Linked DNA regions of Mus musculus: regions 1 and 2 are each linked to region 3. The links are chromatin contacts, called in public HiChIP or PLAC-seq maps. All regions are on one chromosome and are shown on one strand. Each heading gives the region's core, a stretch centred on a gene start, on an enhancer-like site or on the middle of the called end of the contact. The rest is flanking DNA. Distances are from core to core; before and after follow the strand shown. Region 1 has its middle 38 kb from the start of Platr27. Region 2 holds the start of Platr27 (pluripotency associated transcript 27). Region 3 holds the start of Tti1 (TELO2 interacting protein 1).

Evidence for each region. HiChIP or PLAC-seq counts read pairs in DNA pulled down with a chosen protein or histone mark.
Region 1: an H3K27ac HiChIP or PLAC-seq map of VIP interneurons shows a contact between it and region 3, with 6 times the contacts expected there. The contact joins the enhancer-like site here to the promoter of Tti1 in region 3. A contact is called at or near these places in 12 of 39 promoter capture datasets (3T3-L1-derived adipocytes, the C10 cell line, the HPC-7 cell line and 9 more), 1 of 15 datasets of contacts at CTCF or cohesin (the NIH/3T3 cell line), 35 of 115 datasets of contacts at active chromatin or transcription factors (the 230-238 cell line, the NIH/3T3 cell line, the SCID.adh cell line and 23 more) and 2 of 9 other capture datasets (adipose tissue and macrophages).
Region 2: an H3K4me3 HiChIP or PLAC-seq map of embryonic stem cells shows a contact between it and region 3, with 10 times the contacts expected there. The contact joins the promoter of Platr27 here to the promoter of Tti1 in region 3. A contact is called at or near these places in 21 of 39 promoter capture datasets (the 3T3-L1 cell line, 3T3-L1-derived adipocytes, the C10 cell line and 11 more), 1 of 15 datasets of contacts at CTCF or cohesin (embryonic stem cells), 44 of 115 datasets of contacts at active chromatin or transcription factors (the 230-238 cell line, DN3 thymocytes, the SCID.adh cell line and 26 more) and 4 of 9 other capture datasets (adipose tissue, embryonic stem cells, liver and 1 more).

What each region holds. Positions count from the first base shown.
Region 1 is chr2:157,633,191-157,637,768 of GRCm38.p6, reverse strand. No RefSeq gene overlaps it. Among named protein-coding and RNA genes, the nearest start is that of Platr27, 38 kb to the right of the region's middle. Within about 2 kb of position 1,903, at least 3 of the 459 cell types and tissues checked have an H3K27ac peak or open chromatin away from gene starts, as enhancers often do. A contact at or near this core is called in VIP interneurons, where this site is marked.
Region 2 is chr2:157,595,079-157,599,704 of GRCm38.p6, reverse strand. Platr27 (pluripotency associated transcript 27) reads left to right here and starts at 2,385. Exons shown (of 2, transcript NR_166472.1): 1 at 2,385-2,610; 2 at 3,720-4,126.
Region 3 is chr2:158,025,587-158,029,774 of GRCm38.p6, reverse strand. It overlaps Tti1 (TELO2 interacting protein 1), which reads left to right and starts at 1,341. Exons shown (of 8, transcript NM_029282.2): 1 at 1,341-1,401. It overlaps Rprd1b (regulation of nuclear pre-mRNA domain containing 1B), which reads right to left and starts at 1,278. Exons shown (of 7, transcript NM_001291134.1): 1 at 730-1,278. The coding sequence starts at 880.

The sequences.
Region 1 (4,578 bases), core at 654-3,153, 390 kb after region 3:
ATAAGAGCCACTGCAGGGCTGGCGAGATGGCTCAGTGGTTAAGAGCGCTGACTGTTCTTCTGAAGGTCCTGAGTTCAAATCCCAGTAACCACATGGTGGCTCACAACCATCCGTAATGAAATCTGATGCCCTCTTCTGGAGTCTCTGAAGACAGCTACAGTGTACTTACATATAATAAATAAATAAATAAATCTTTTTAAAAAAAAAAAAAAGAGAGAGAGAGCCACTGCAGTTCGCAAGTGGTAGAGAGATGGGAGAGAGAGAAGCAGAGGGGTCTGAGCACCATGAGGAGAGGCAGAACTGGAGACATGAGGGTGCTGAGGAACAGCCTGAAGGGAGCAGCCTGTGTTGTCATCTGAGGCCACAGTGAAGTCGCTGCCCATGGTGCTACCAAGAGCCATGTCTGGGTCCATTGCCCTGCAGCAGCAAGGGTCTGTGTCAACATCTGTGGTCCATGTTACCATCAAAGGCCGAGTGCATAGTCCTGGTCTGGGTTGCCGCCCCTGGGCCATGTAGATGTACGAGGGGTGTGGGACGCTGAGCAGAGTTGGCTCCACCCCTCACTAGCCAGGTGGTTGCATGGGCAGGCCAATGCCCCTCGATGGGTGCAGCACTGGGGAGCTTTGATCCAGGGCCCACCCCAACATCTACTCCATCTATGAACTGCTGGAGCTCATGAAGGGGCTGGTCCTGCAGATCCAAAGTTGCAGAATCTCCATGACACAGGGCAAGAACAGAATATCTGAGAGGAGTCCGTGAGCATCCACTACTGATAGACTAGCAGAAGCCAGAGGCCTTGAGCCAGACCAAAGACTCATTGCAATGAACATTTGCAAGTAATGATATTTGGATAAAAGGTGTACTGTGGGACACCCTGCGGCTTCTACAGAGAGATGCTTTTGGTTGTTGCTTCTTTTACTTTTTAAAAAAATTTTTAGGCACACGCCTTTAATCCCAGCACTCGGGAGGCAGAGGGCAGGCGGATTTCTGAGTTCGAGGCCAGCCTGGTCTACAAAGTGAGTTTCAGGACAGCCAGGGCTATACAGAGAAACCCTGTCTCAGAAAACCAAAAAAGAAAAAGAAGAAAAAAAAGAAAAAAAGAAAAAGAAATTTCTTTTGGGTTGCAAGGGCAGAGGGTAGATATGAAGGGATGGGGAAATGAGTGAGATTGGGGTGCATAAAGTGAACTTCACAAAGAATCAATAAGAAGGTTTTTAAAAATTAAAATAATGTGAGAAAATGTTTCTGGGCCCCCAACCTTCTCCTATAACCACCTAGGCTAAGCCTCCCTCCCTGGAGACCACTGCAGAAATCCTGGCTGTTCTTGAGGGTCTGTCTCAAAGCAAACACATCAGGATCTGGACCATCTAAGGGCTGCTTCCTTCTGGAACAAAGAGCCTGGCATTTGGGAGAGAAAAGTCATGCTTTCCCAGCAAAAGTGGTTTCTTGGCATCGATGGGTGGAACTGCCTCATGGATGGATACCCCTTTCCACAGGACTAATTATAGATTTATTAATATTTATGGGCCTCTCGTCGCAGCCGATAGATCTTGTTCGAGGACATTAAGCCTTATCTCCGTCCCTCCAGGAAGGGGCATCGAAAGCCAGTTCTAATTGGGTAGCCGGCAATCAAGATAGAAGGGAAAAATGACAATAGCTTGCCTGTTGCCATATATTAAAATATGGTCCTCCCCTCTCAATGATTATCTGCAGAATTAATATCTTGCTAGTCCAGGTTTGGGCCCTAATAGCAGGAAACCGTATTAAATACTTTGCTAAGAGCAATCAGCTTTTTGATAAGGCTAATGGCTCTAGCCCTGGCTATTTCTCATGCTGAGCGGTCTGTTTCTAATCCAGCAGAAGCCTGGCCACTTTGTCCGTCTCGTTTGTCATTCAAAGTCAGCAACACTGGCGCCATCTCCTGGTCAGGCTCCCTGCTGCATCTTTCCATTCCCCATCCTGTCGCGGCCTGGAAGGCTTGCCCTGGGAATGAGGTGGCCATTGCATCTGCAGGAAGACGCGAGAGATGAATGCTGGTTCTCTATTTACTTTGTCTTTTCACTTAATCGAGGCTCCTAGCCGTAGAACGGTGCGGTGCGTGTTTAGGGTGGGTCTTCTCACCTCTGTTAAGACAGTCTAGAAAGTTCCTGAGAGTCGTTCCTGCAGATTTATTGCCATGGTGACTCTAAATCCTATCAAGCTGACAATGAAGGTTGCCATCAGCCATCACACGACCTCTCTGGGCTCAGTTTCTGCATCTGTAAAATGGGACTAGAAGTTGTCATCCTCTGCAGAACCCTGTGGTCCAGCCAGAGACGGACACAGTGTGACAGCTCTCAGAAGGGAAGCCTACGCGGGGCAGGTACCTGAGGTCCCAGATCTGGCCTGCACCGTGGCAGCGTCAATACCAGCAGCTGGGGCAGGGCAGCTGCCGGTGGCAGCAGGCAGTGACAACAGAGGCAGCAGGAGCATGAGTCCAGCCTGTCAGGAGGGTACAAGGACCAGCGATGAATGCTTCTGGGAAGAAAACCTTTTCCCCAAGTGTCACAGCTCAGTAAATCAGTCGCTCTCAGATGATTCTCGGTGAAATAGCCTGTGCGCTCTATTCCATGTGTACAGGGACTTTATAAACACTGAGGAGCAGGGTGGGATCCAGGGGTAGGGGTTTCCTATTGGCTCAAACTGAGATGCTAATGATGCTAACCTGCATGGGGAAGGACTTCAGATGTTTTCCCCCACATGGCTGATTGTCATGGTCATCTCAGTGGGTTGTCGTGGTTATGTGTCCCAGAGCACGTAGAGTTTGGCATGGAGTTGGCCCCACTCCTACCATTCTCAGTTCTGAGTTTCAGGGGGCTTGGGGCCACTCAGCCTGACCAGTTCTTCTGTCTGGTGGCAAGGTCTACTTGCCCACAAGAAGTCCCTGTAACTGCTGTTTTGAGCTTTAAATGAGACTATATGAGTAAGACAGGGTGCCCAGGCACAGGCAATGCCTACAGATCAGCTCATCTTTACTACACTCCCTGGCATCCTCCTGCCATTCAGAAACCTCTCTGCGGGTCTCCACCTGACCTTGTCTTGTGTTGTGGGTGCTTTTGTGTCTCCCCTCTGCCACCCTAGATTGGGCTCTAGATTCTCAGGGATCTAGATGTGCCCAGCTTTACCATTTCTCAAGGCCCTGGGTAGCTGACTTGAAACCTGACACAGTGAATGCCCAGATGTTGCCTCAGTGTGAGCATCATTCCAGATGTGTGACATTCACTGTGCTCCAGACCCCGTGGCAGGGCCCTTTACAGAGATTAATGCATAGTAACCAGGGATCAGCAAGAGTCCTCAGCCACCAGCCCAGGGAACTAGGCCGTGCTTCTGCTTCCCAGGTCTCAGGCAGCCCCATTGGGCACAGTGATGGCTTTCTTTCCCCCAAGGTGGAAACTGCTTCTTGCTGGGTCCCCACTCTGTCTAGGCTCTCCCCAAGAGTATCCCCCACCCTTAAAGTGACTACTGTGGTTCTCGTATAAGAATGATGGGTACTAGCCGGGCAGTGGTGATACAGGTCTTTAATCCCAGCAATTGGGAGGCAGAGGCAGGTGGATTTCTGAGTTCGAGGCCAGCTTGGTCTACAGAGTGAGTTCCAGGACAGCCAGGGCCATGCAGAGAAACCCTGTTTAAAAAAAAAAAAAAAAAAGAATGATGGGTATTGAGGTTCAGAGAGGGTGAGGTGACATGCTTGGTCACACAGCATATTAAGTTAAATTTCGAACCCAGATCCAGAGGCTCTGGTTTATTTGGGACTAGGGGTTTGGTAAGAAGGATGAGTCCGATCCAGCTCCTGCTGGACTGCCACCATGTCCTGACTTTTGTGCTCTCTTCCTGGGGCACCAGCACTCTGGCAGTCTGTTCCGTGGTAGCTGGCCCTTTACCTCGGGAGGCAGGCAGACCCACCCTAGCCTCTGCTTTTTAAGCTTCACTTCCAATCACCAGCTGGAATCTAATTTTAACAACTACAGAGTCCCCTTCCTAGGATCCAGATCCTGTACTGTCTAACTCTGACCCTGGTGCCCCTGGGTCTTAAAGCCCACCAGATCTCCCTCTTCAGGCTACAGACATCCGAGTTGAGAGGAAAAGGGTCCAATTCTCCCTCATGGGAACAATGTACGTGATAGAAGCCCTGTGGGGAGGGAGGGAAATGAAACGACCTCCTGGGTGAAGTAGGGCAGGAGGCCTGAAGCCTAGGCCCAGGCTCTGGAAATAGCGAGCTCACCAGTGAGCCAGTGGACGAGGCAGTGCCAACACTTGGCTGCAGGACCAGAGAACCCAAGCAGGCCAAGCAGTCTGTAGGTCTCCAACAAGGAACAGACAGATGTCCCGTAGACAATACGACCAGAATTAAATCTAGTGAAACAAACCCAGGGGCTAGGCCCTGCTCTCAAATGCACAGGGCCCTGCTCACCCTTCCATGTAGGCAGATCAATAGGCAGCATTGGTACAAGAACCCAGAGCCCAAGAAGAGCTGATTTCTCCTCCTGCCGCTGGCACCTGTCACCAAGACAGCTATGCAGTGGCTGCTGACAGGTACCA
Region 2 (4,626 bases), core at 1,136-3,635, 430 kb after region 3:
AGCTGGACAGAACCAAAGGCCATTTGCCTCCAGGGAAGGAGCTGGCCCACACTAAAGAGGAAGCATTCCTGCCTGAGAGAGGCCAAGGATCCTCCAACTCCAGCGAGGTTAAAAGTCACTGGTCTGTTTCAACAGAAATGGAACCCAACCGAAGGAGTCAAACTCACAGAGATCAAGGATTCCAAAGCAAGAAGAAAACGGAAGTGAATAATACAAACTGTGTTTGTAATTTGCCCATCAGCAGATTTCTCAACAGAAACATTCTGGGGCTAGAAAAGAGGGGGATGGTGTATACCGTGTGCTCAGGAGAAGACTGTCAACCAACAGTACCAGGCCCGGCCAAATGGTCTGCCAAAAATGAAGGAAAGAGAAAAATACCTCTAAAAGCTGAGAGAAGTCATAACCACCAGGAGAAAGAGATTAATACATCAATCAGAGCACCTAGGAGGACAAATCTTACTTGTAAGAGTGAACATAGCGATATTTAGACTACGCTGACACTGTAAGCATGGAGCAAAATCCACTATGTGCTTATACAAAGGACAGCTACATTAGCTTGTTAAGAGATTGACAGTATAGAATGAGGTAAATTAAGACATCAAAAGTCAAAATAGGGGACAAGGGCCTGCTCAGAGGTACAACTATTACCCAGCACACAAAAATTACATAAATAAATTTAAATGGGGCAAATGGAGTCTTTTTGTTTGTTTCATTTTTGTGTCTTTTTTTAAATCTGTATGACTAAGGCTAACTTTCTATCCACTTAAAATAACTTGTAACAAGCTGGGCAGGCGTGGTGGCGCACCCCTTTAATCCCAGCACTTGGGAGGCAGAGGCAGGTGGATTTCTGAGTTCGAGGCCAGCCTGGTCTACAGAGTGAGTTCCAGGACGGCCAGAGCTACACAGAGAAACCCTGTCTCAAAAAACCAAAAATAAATAAATAAATAAATAAATAAATAAATAACTTGTAACAAAATGGTTGCTTCTTCAGAAAATTTATTCAAGAAGGAATAGAACCCAGCCCACCATCTCCAGGACACCTGCAGACAAAGCTAGACAAAGATGTTAAAGGAATACAGTTAGCCAGGTGTGGTGGCTCATGCCTGTAACCCCAAGCCCTCTGGGTGGGTCTGTACTTTATTTTTCATTTAGTTTTATTTTGTAAAATATGCTTCAGTGAAGTTGAGTCTCATTTGTTTGTTGTTTGTGATTGGGTCTCACTCTGTAGCTCAAGCAGACATTGGGTCATCCCACCTCAGCCTTGCAACTGCTAGACCCTAGAGACATGAGCCACCATCACTGAATAGGAGTGTGTGTGTGTGTGTGTGTGTGTGTGTGTGTAAGAGAAAGAGAGAATGTGTGTGATAGAGTGTATGTGAGCATGGGTGACTGTGTAGAGTGTGTGTCAGGATGTGAATGTGACTATATGTGTGTGTGTGAATGTGTGTATGAGTGTGTGTGAGAGAGAGAGAGAATGGGGGAGTGTGTGTATGAGTATGTGTGTGTCAGAGTGTGAGTGTATGTGTGTGTGGGGAGAGTGTGTGTACGTGTGTAGAGTGTGTTAGAGTGTGAGTACATATGTGTGGGTGGGTGTGAATGTGTGAGAGTGTGTGTGTGACAGTGTATGTGTGTGTGAGAGAGTTTGAGTGTATGAGTGTGTGAGAGTGTGTGTGTATGAGAGTGTATGTATGTGACCGTGTGTGATTTGCATGTGCATGATGTGTGTATGTAGACATGTAGATGCCTGTGCTATAGTATGTGGAAGTCAGAGGCTAACCCCAGCTGTTGGGACTCACCTTTCACCTTGCTAGTTGATGTGTACCCCAGGTTAGCTGCCTGTGAGCATCTGGGCATTCTCCTATCTCTGCCTCCCATTTCCCTGGAGGCGGAACAGGATCCCACATGCACTGTCGTGGAGACTCAAAATCAAGCCCTTACACTCCTGAGGCATCTCACTCAGCCATCTCCCCAGCTCGGAGGCTGTTTTTGTTTATTGGTAGTATGGAAGAGCCAAGCGCCTCTTGGATACCAGAGAAGCTGTCTACCTCTAAACTACAGCCCCAGCCCTAGAAATTGGTTCTTTTTTTTTTTTTTTTTTTTTTTTTTTTTTTTGGTTTTTTGAGACAGGGTTACTCTGTATAGCCCTGACTATCCTGGAACTCACTCTGTAGACCAGGCCGGCCTCGAACTCAGAAATCCGCCTGCCTCTGCCTCCCGAGTGCTGGGATTAAAGGCGTGCGCCACCTAAAGGTAACAGTAGCAGAGCACTGTGGCAGAAATCTTCCCCTAATGAATAAAGATTTCAAGGGACCAATCACTGGGTGAGTAGTAGGCGGGACTTCTGGGTCGGTGAGAGGAAGAGGGAAGCACGAGAAAGAGACTTCCTTTTGGACAGGAGAGAGTGTGGAGTACACAATGTAGGTAGAAAGAGGTTCCTGGTTTAGGTGGCAGATCCACTGGGATGCACCACCTGGAGGATTTATAATTTGAATAGCTTACAAAATCAGGATGCTAGTTTCTGCACCCAGCGATTGTATTGCCTGTTGATTCTAAACTAAGATTGTGTGGTGTTTTCCTTCATGAGGCGACTCAGCTGGGTTCCAGAGAAAGGTATGGTGGCAGGGCATCCCAGCCTGCCACAGGAATTTGGAAGCATGGGGGGCTGGGGGAGGGGGGTGGCGGCGGCCGGCCATGGGAACTTAGAGAGCCGGGTGGCCTGTCCGCCAGTGCCTTGCCGGCCGTAGCATGGATTGCCTTTTAAATGTAGTTCACGCTACAGATCGTGGTAGTGCATACTTTACATCCGAGCACTTGGCAGGCAGAGGCACGAAGATCTCTGAGTCTGAGGGCAGCCTGGTCTGTGTAGTGAGTTCTAGAGCAGCCAGGACTACGTAGAGAGAAACTGTCTCAAAGCAAATAATAAATAAATGAATAATAAATACAATGTAACAATAAATCCTGCCTGAGGACTATAGCTTTCCTGGTACCAGAAGGCTTCATGCAAGCTTCCAAAGAAGGGAAGCAACCAAGAGCCCTACCCAGCTCTGACACCCATGAACCACACAAGCAGCATGGCACAGTAACTGTAAGGGTGCAATAGTGCCATGCATACTTTGGCAGTAACCAACAGCTCTCTAATTAGACATTAAGATCTTCTCAACGAGAGGGAAATCATGTCTGCTCCTGGACACCTAGCCAGTTACCCAAGACTACTGAAGTCATGGATTTTGAAGAAAAAAACCTATCACCTATAACCACTGCTTTACTAAACAGCATAACCCCTAACTACATCCTTAATATCTATGCTTATTTTCATAAAATAAGCACAGTCCTCACCTCTTACAACAGCAAATTAGTTAAACCACTTTGGTTCCCATTGGGGAAAGCGCTGCACTCACCCAAGAGCGCTCTGGATTCACCAATGAAAGGCACACACACCCCAAGCTAATTTTGATATGCCTTGACTAGCTCAATGGCTGGGCACTTTTTTATGTGTATGGGTAATTTTCTTAAAGATTTATTATTATATCTAAGTACACTGTAACTGTCTTCAGACACTCCAGAAGAGGGCGTCAGATCTCATTACTGATGGTTGTGAGCCACCATGTGGTTGCTGGGATTTGAACTCACGACCTTTGCAAGAGCAGTCAGTGCTCTTAACTGCTGAGCCATCTCTCCAGTTCCCAACAACCTCTTATCAAGGAAGCTTCTCTCTGCAGCAGATGAAGACCATTAAGGGAAACTACAACCCGTGGCTGAAGAGTGGGCAGAAGACTTGAAGAGCCAGAAGAACAGAGGATTTGCCTGTGAGATTGTGTCTCCTAGAAATGTCAGAAGCTGCGGCCATAAGGTCTTCCTAACGCGGCTGCCAACACATGGCCTGAACAAGGACGACGCCAGTAGACATGCTCATGTGGGCAGAGGAAGTGGAGCTTATGGAGCTTCAAAGCTGCAATTACAGGCAGCCAAGGAGTGCTGAGAGTAGGGGAACGTCTTCTCCAAGGAAGAAGCTACATAAGATAGAGAGCTCGTCTCAAAGAAATACATTATTGTTTGTAGACAGGGTTTCACTATGTAGACCAGGCTGCCTGCCTCTGATTCCTGAGATTAAAGGCATGTTTCACTACATCTGGCCAAATATGTATGTATGTGCTTGTGTGTGTGTGTGTGTGTATGTCACAATAAATCTGTGTAATGGAAACTGACCCTGTGGTGGGAAGAAAGATTCATCTCTTGCATTGACCTGTATCCCTGTCCATTCCATACAATTATGTAATTATGTTGTCAATTTCTGTAGGAAAGTCTTGCCTGAGACAGTGCTTAACTTGAAGATTGTTTGGGGAGAAACAATTTGAGTGTTGAGTCATTCAGTCCATAATTATTGGAGGCCTCCTCATTCATTTAGGGCAGCGGTTCTCAACCTTCCTGACGCTGTAACCCTTTAATACAGTTCAAGTTGTGGTGACCCCAACTATAAAATTATTTTGGTGCTGCTTCATAACTATAATTTTGCTACTGTTATGAATTGTAAATATGTCTGATCTGTGACCCCAGTGGGAGCTTGACCCACAGGTTGGGAACCACTGGTTTAGATGTTTAACTTTTCTCGGCTATTATTTTGTGATT
Region 3 (4,188 bases), core at 92-2,591:
TCATCTCCATTTTCTATATAAGGAATAAAGGACATAGAGGTTAAACTGTTGGGTTCAGTGACAGATAGACTTAACTTCCAGACAGTAGCCAGAAACAACTTGCATCCAACACCGGGCCTGGCAAGAAACAGGTAGCGCTCGGGGAATATCGTGAGAGTCTGAATTTAGTGGCAAGGGCAGAAGGCTACCCAATTTACCATCCTGTTCTCAAGTCTATGGATAGTAACTAACACGGAGTCAAGGCTTTGGAAGTACAGGTAAGTTTGTATCCGTTTTACAGATTAGAATACACCGGCACAAGGATATGAAGAAACGTTCCCAGGATCACTTAGCTAGAACACGTTTGCACCAGGTCTTAATGTGGGCAGTCTGACCAGAGACGGCTGGATCGTATTCCAATTGCCCAACACGGGGCTCCCAGCTCCAAACACAGCCACGATTTAAAACAAAAACAAAAACAACTGTCGTAAGGTGTGAGGGGGAAGCCTGATGAGGGAAGGAGCTGAGTAACTTCAAGTCTGGGCATTTGCGCCCTTGGAACTTCAGACGAATCTCCCATACCTTACCGGGCCTCAGTTTCCCTCTCCAAGTCATAAAATAACACCGTTTCCAACCTCAGACCCTCCATCAGAGCCCCAGGCCTGCAAAACAAGGCTTAAGAAGCCACAGGGCTGCGGGAGAGTGGATGAGGGAACACAGCCATGGGAGAGCCGGGGTGCGGGTGATCACCTTTGCGGAGCTCGCGGTGCCACACGGAGACGATGGGTCCTGCGTGCTTGCGGTGGTGGATGAGCCACAGGGAGAGGGTCTGCACGCTCTGCTGAGAGTTGCTCAGCTCTGAGAGCTTCTTTTCCAGCGCCGATTCTGAGAAGGAGGACATGGTGGCGGTGGTGGGGAGCAGCCCGGGCCGCCCGATGAGACGGGGAAAGCGACCGCACTCGGCCCAGGCCTCCGCTGACAGGCTGCAGGGCTCTCCGCCGACTGACAGACAGCTCGGGGTACCAGGTGGGGGGAGGGGACAGGTCTCCGCAGTAACAGCCGCCCGCGCCGCCGCCACAAGATGGCCACCCGACCTCTCACCCCGCCGCCACGGGGGTCAAAGGGCAAGGGCCACAGCCGGGCGCCGAGAGGCTTCGGAGCCGGAGGAAAACGATCCTTAGGAGGCGGCAGTATCCTTGGTCCCTGACTTCTAGCCGGCCAGGCCGAGGGAACAAATCCAGGTCCTCGAACACCGAAAATGCGCTTTAACCGCTCGCGCCCGCGCGCCGGCGCAGTGAGCCTCACCGGAACCCTTTTTCCCGCTCCGCAGAACCTTTCTGGCGCGGCGCGACGCACTACTTAGTCGTCATTTCCGCCTAGGGTGCAGGAGGCGGGAGAGTGAGGGAAAGACTGGAAGACGAGGTAAGAGTGGCGGGAGTGTAAGGGAGCCCAGCCGCTTAGGAGCGTCCAGAAACGAATCCTTAGGACACACTGAGGCAGGAAGCGCGGGAGCTGGGTGTGGGAAGGGCCGCGTCGCTTTGGTGGCTGGCCTAGGCCACACCTCCCTCCGTGCCTGGGCCCCTCTCCCCAGCGCTCCTCTAGTTCCTTTAAAGACACGAACTCTTGGCAGGGCTCCCCACTTTGGTTCCTGTTCTGACTTCCGAAGTGATACCCCTTTTCTCACCTGGTGGAACTGCGCCGTCTACTGACCTCTACTGAGTCTGGCCCCACACACACACAACTTTTTTTTTGGAGGGGTGTGATGGCTCCAAGTGCTTGCTATGCAAGAATGAGGATTTGTGTTCCCATCATTAAAAAGCCCAAGTTGGTGGGCCAGGTCTGTAACTTCAGTGTTCTGGGGCTGAGACAGGAAGATCGCCGGAGCTTGCTAGATGCCTGCTTAACTCCAGGTTCAGTGAAAGACTCAGTCTCAAAAGAATAAGCTGGAGAGTGATTGAGCGGGACACCTGACGTCCTCTGTGCGTGCACCCCCCCCCCAACACACATACCTACAACTCCCTGACGTTGTTGAACTTATTAGATGTGAGTCCCCTCCCAGCCTAAAAGACATTCCTATAGTTGATGCCTGGTTTTCTTAACTTCTCTGTCCCTAATATACATGCTTTGACCCTTCTTCACCTGGAGTGCATCATGATCATAGCTAGTGTAGTTGAGAAGTTTCTATGTGCTAGACACTTTTCAAAGCTATGAGGTAAGTGTTATCGTCTCACGGTTTAACAACTGAGGAAACAGGTTACAGAGGTGTGGTGATCACATAAGTTTCAAGCTCACAGAGCTAAGATCTGAATGAAGAGAGTGTATCTAAGTGTGTCCCAGCATCTGGAATCAAAGCTGAATTCATAGCTGATTGAATTAACGCACAAGTCAACACCTTATAATGATATAGGGAGGCAGAGGCAGGTGGTTCTCCTGAGGGTTCCAGGCCAGCTTGGTCTGTGCAGTAAATTCCAGACCAGCTTTTAAGACCCCACCTTACAAAAAAGCTCGGGCTTTTGAGACCTCATCTAAATAGTTGCTGAGTACTGAGTAACTCATGTTCTGAGTACCCTTTGTACTAAGTCTATGTATCCAGATGTTACTATTTTAAATGTCAGTCCTTAACAACAGTGCTCTGGCACGGGGATTGCTATCACCATTTGATAATGAGAACACATGAGATTCGAGTGAGTTACCTGTCCAGAGCTGCTTGGGCATAGCCAGGAAATGGCAAAACTAGAATTCAGTCAAGGCCTGACTCAGTCAAATCACCTGATCCCAAATTCCTCACATATTAGCCAAAGGTTCCTTCATTCAGTGAATAATTTCTGAGCATCTGTGTTTGAAGCACTGTTCTGGGAAAACAGACAAGCTGTCCCTGCCCTTGGGAACTTGCCTTCTAGAGAAGAGAAAAATGGACATGCAAGTATAAAATGAAACAAAAAAATGATTTTCATAAAAATCCAGGAAGCCAAGGGGGTAGGGAATGCATGGGCTTGAGAAAATGTAAGTTGGTCACATAGAAGTATGTTATATATGCCCTTCGGAGAGGATAAAGTAGCATTTGGTTGCTTGCAAGGAGCTAGAGAACAAGCCATAAGCTATCTTTCCAGATAATGAGAAAACCAACTTCACACCCTTGTTAGCAGTTTTGAGGACTTGAAAAGATGGTATACCAGAGTGATAGAAACCAGAAGGTAGTTAGACATAAAGCCAGAAGAGTATGGAGGGACCGTGTCACGTGGGCACCGGTAGGCACGAGTAAGGGTTTAGTGTTCTCTGAACGGTCAGTAGCAAGTGAGGACAGAGCACTGATTCTTACTGCACTGTTCTGTTGTGGCATTTGCACGCAGGCTTTGCTTACATAAGCAAGGCTATTATGTAGGAGACGAACATAGTACAAGAAAGACAGGAAGGCCAGGTTGTCAGCTGCTGTAATAACCCAGGTGAAAGGGTGACGCAGTCCAGGATTTTGCCGGTGGAGGAAGCAGGAAAAGGACAGAAGGTGGAGATACTTTAAAGGAAGAGATAACAGGATTTGCTGGTAGATTGGGATTAGATATGAAAGAAGGCAAGGAGCCGGGCGTGGTGGCGCACGCCTTTAATCCCAGCACTTGGGAGGCAGAGGCAGGTGGATTTCTGAGTTCAAGGCCAGCCTGGTCTACAAAGTGAGTTCCAGGACGGCCAGGGCTATACAGAGAAACAGAGAAACCCTGTCTCGAAAAAAAAAAGAAAGAAAGAAAGAAAGAAAGAAAGAAAGAAAGAAAGAAAGAAAGAAGGCAAGGGTTGGCCCCAGGAATACTGACCTAAGCAACTAGGAGAACAGAGTTTCTGTTTACTGAGGACAGACAGACAGATGGGTTTGAGCAATGAAAACAGCAGGGTGGACATGTTTGATTGAAAATGCTTATCTAGAAATAGTCACCAGTCACTGCTCAGTGTCTAGGGAATTGCTTCTAGGACACATGTACCCACCACACACACAGGTGCCACATTATGTCTAGGTTATATATAGTATAATATACTACATATATAAATGATGGGTAGACATTGTAACTACTTTTTAAGAAATAAGTAACACTAAGGAACAGACTAGATGTTCAGTACAATGTCAGTGGGTTTTTTGTTTTTGTTTCTTTTAACCAAATAATTATGGTCTGTGCTTGGTTGAATTGGTGGTTTGGGGCTCACAGGTACAGGAGGCCATCTATA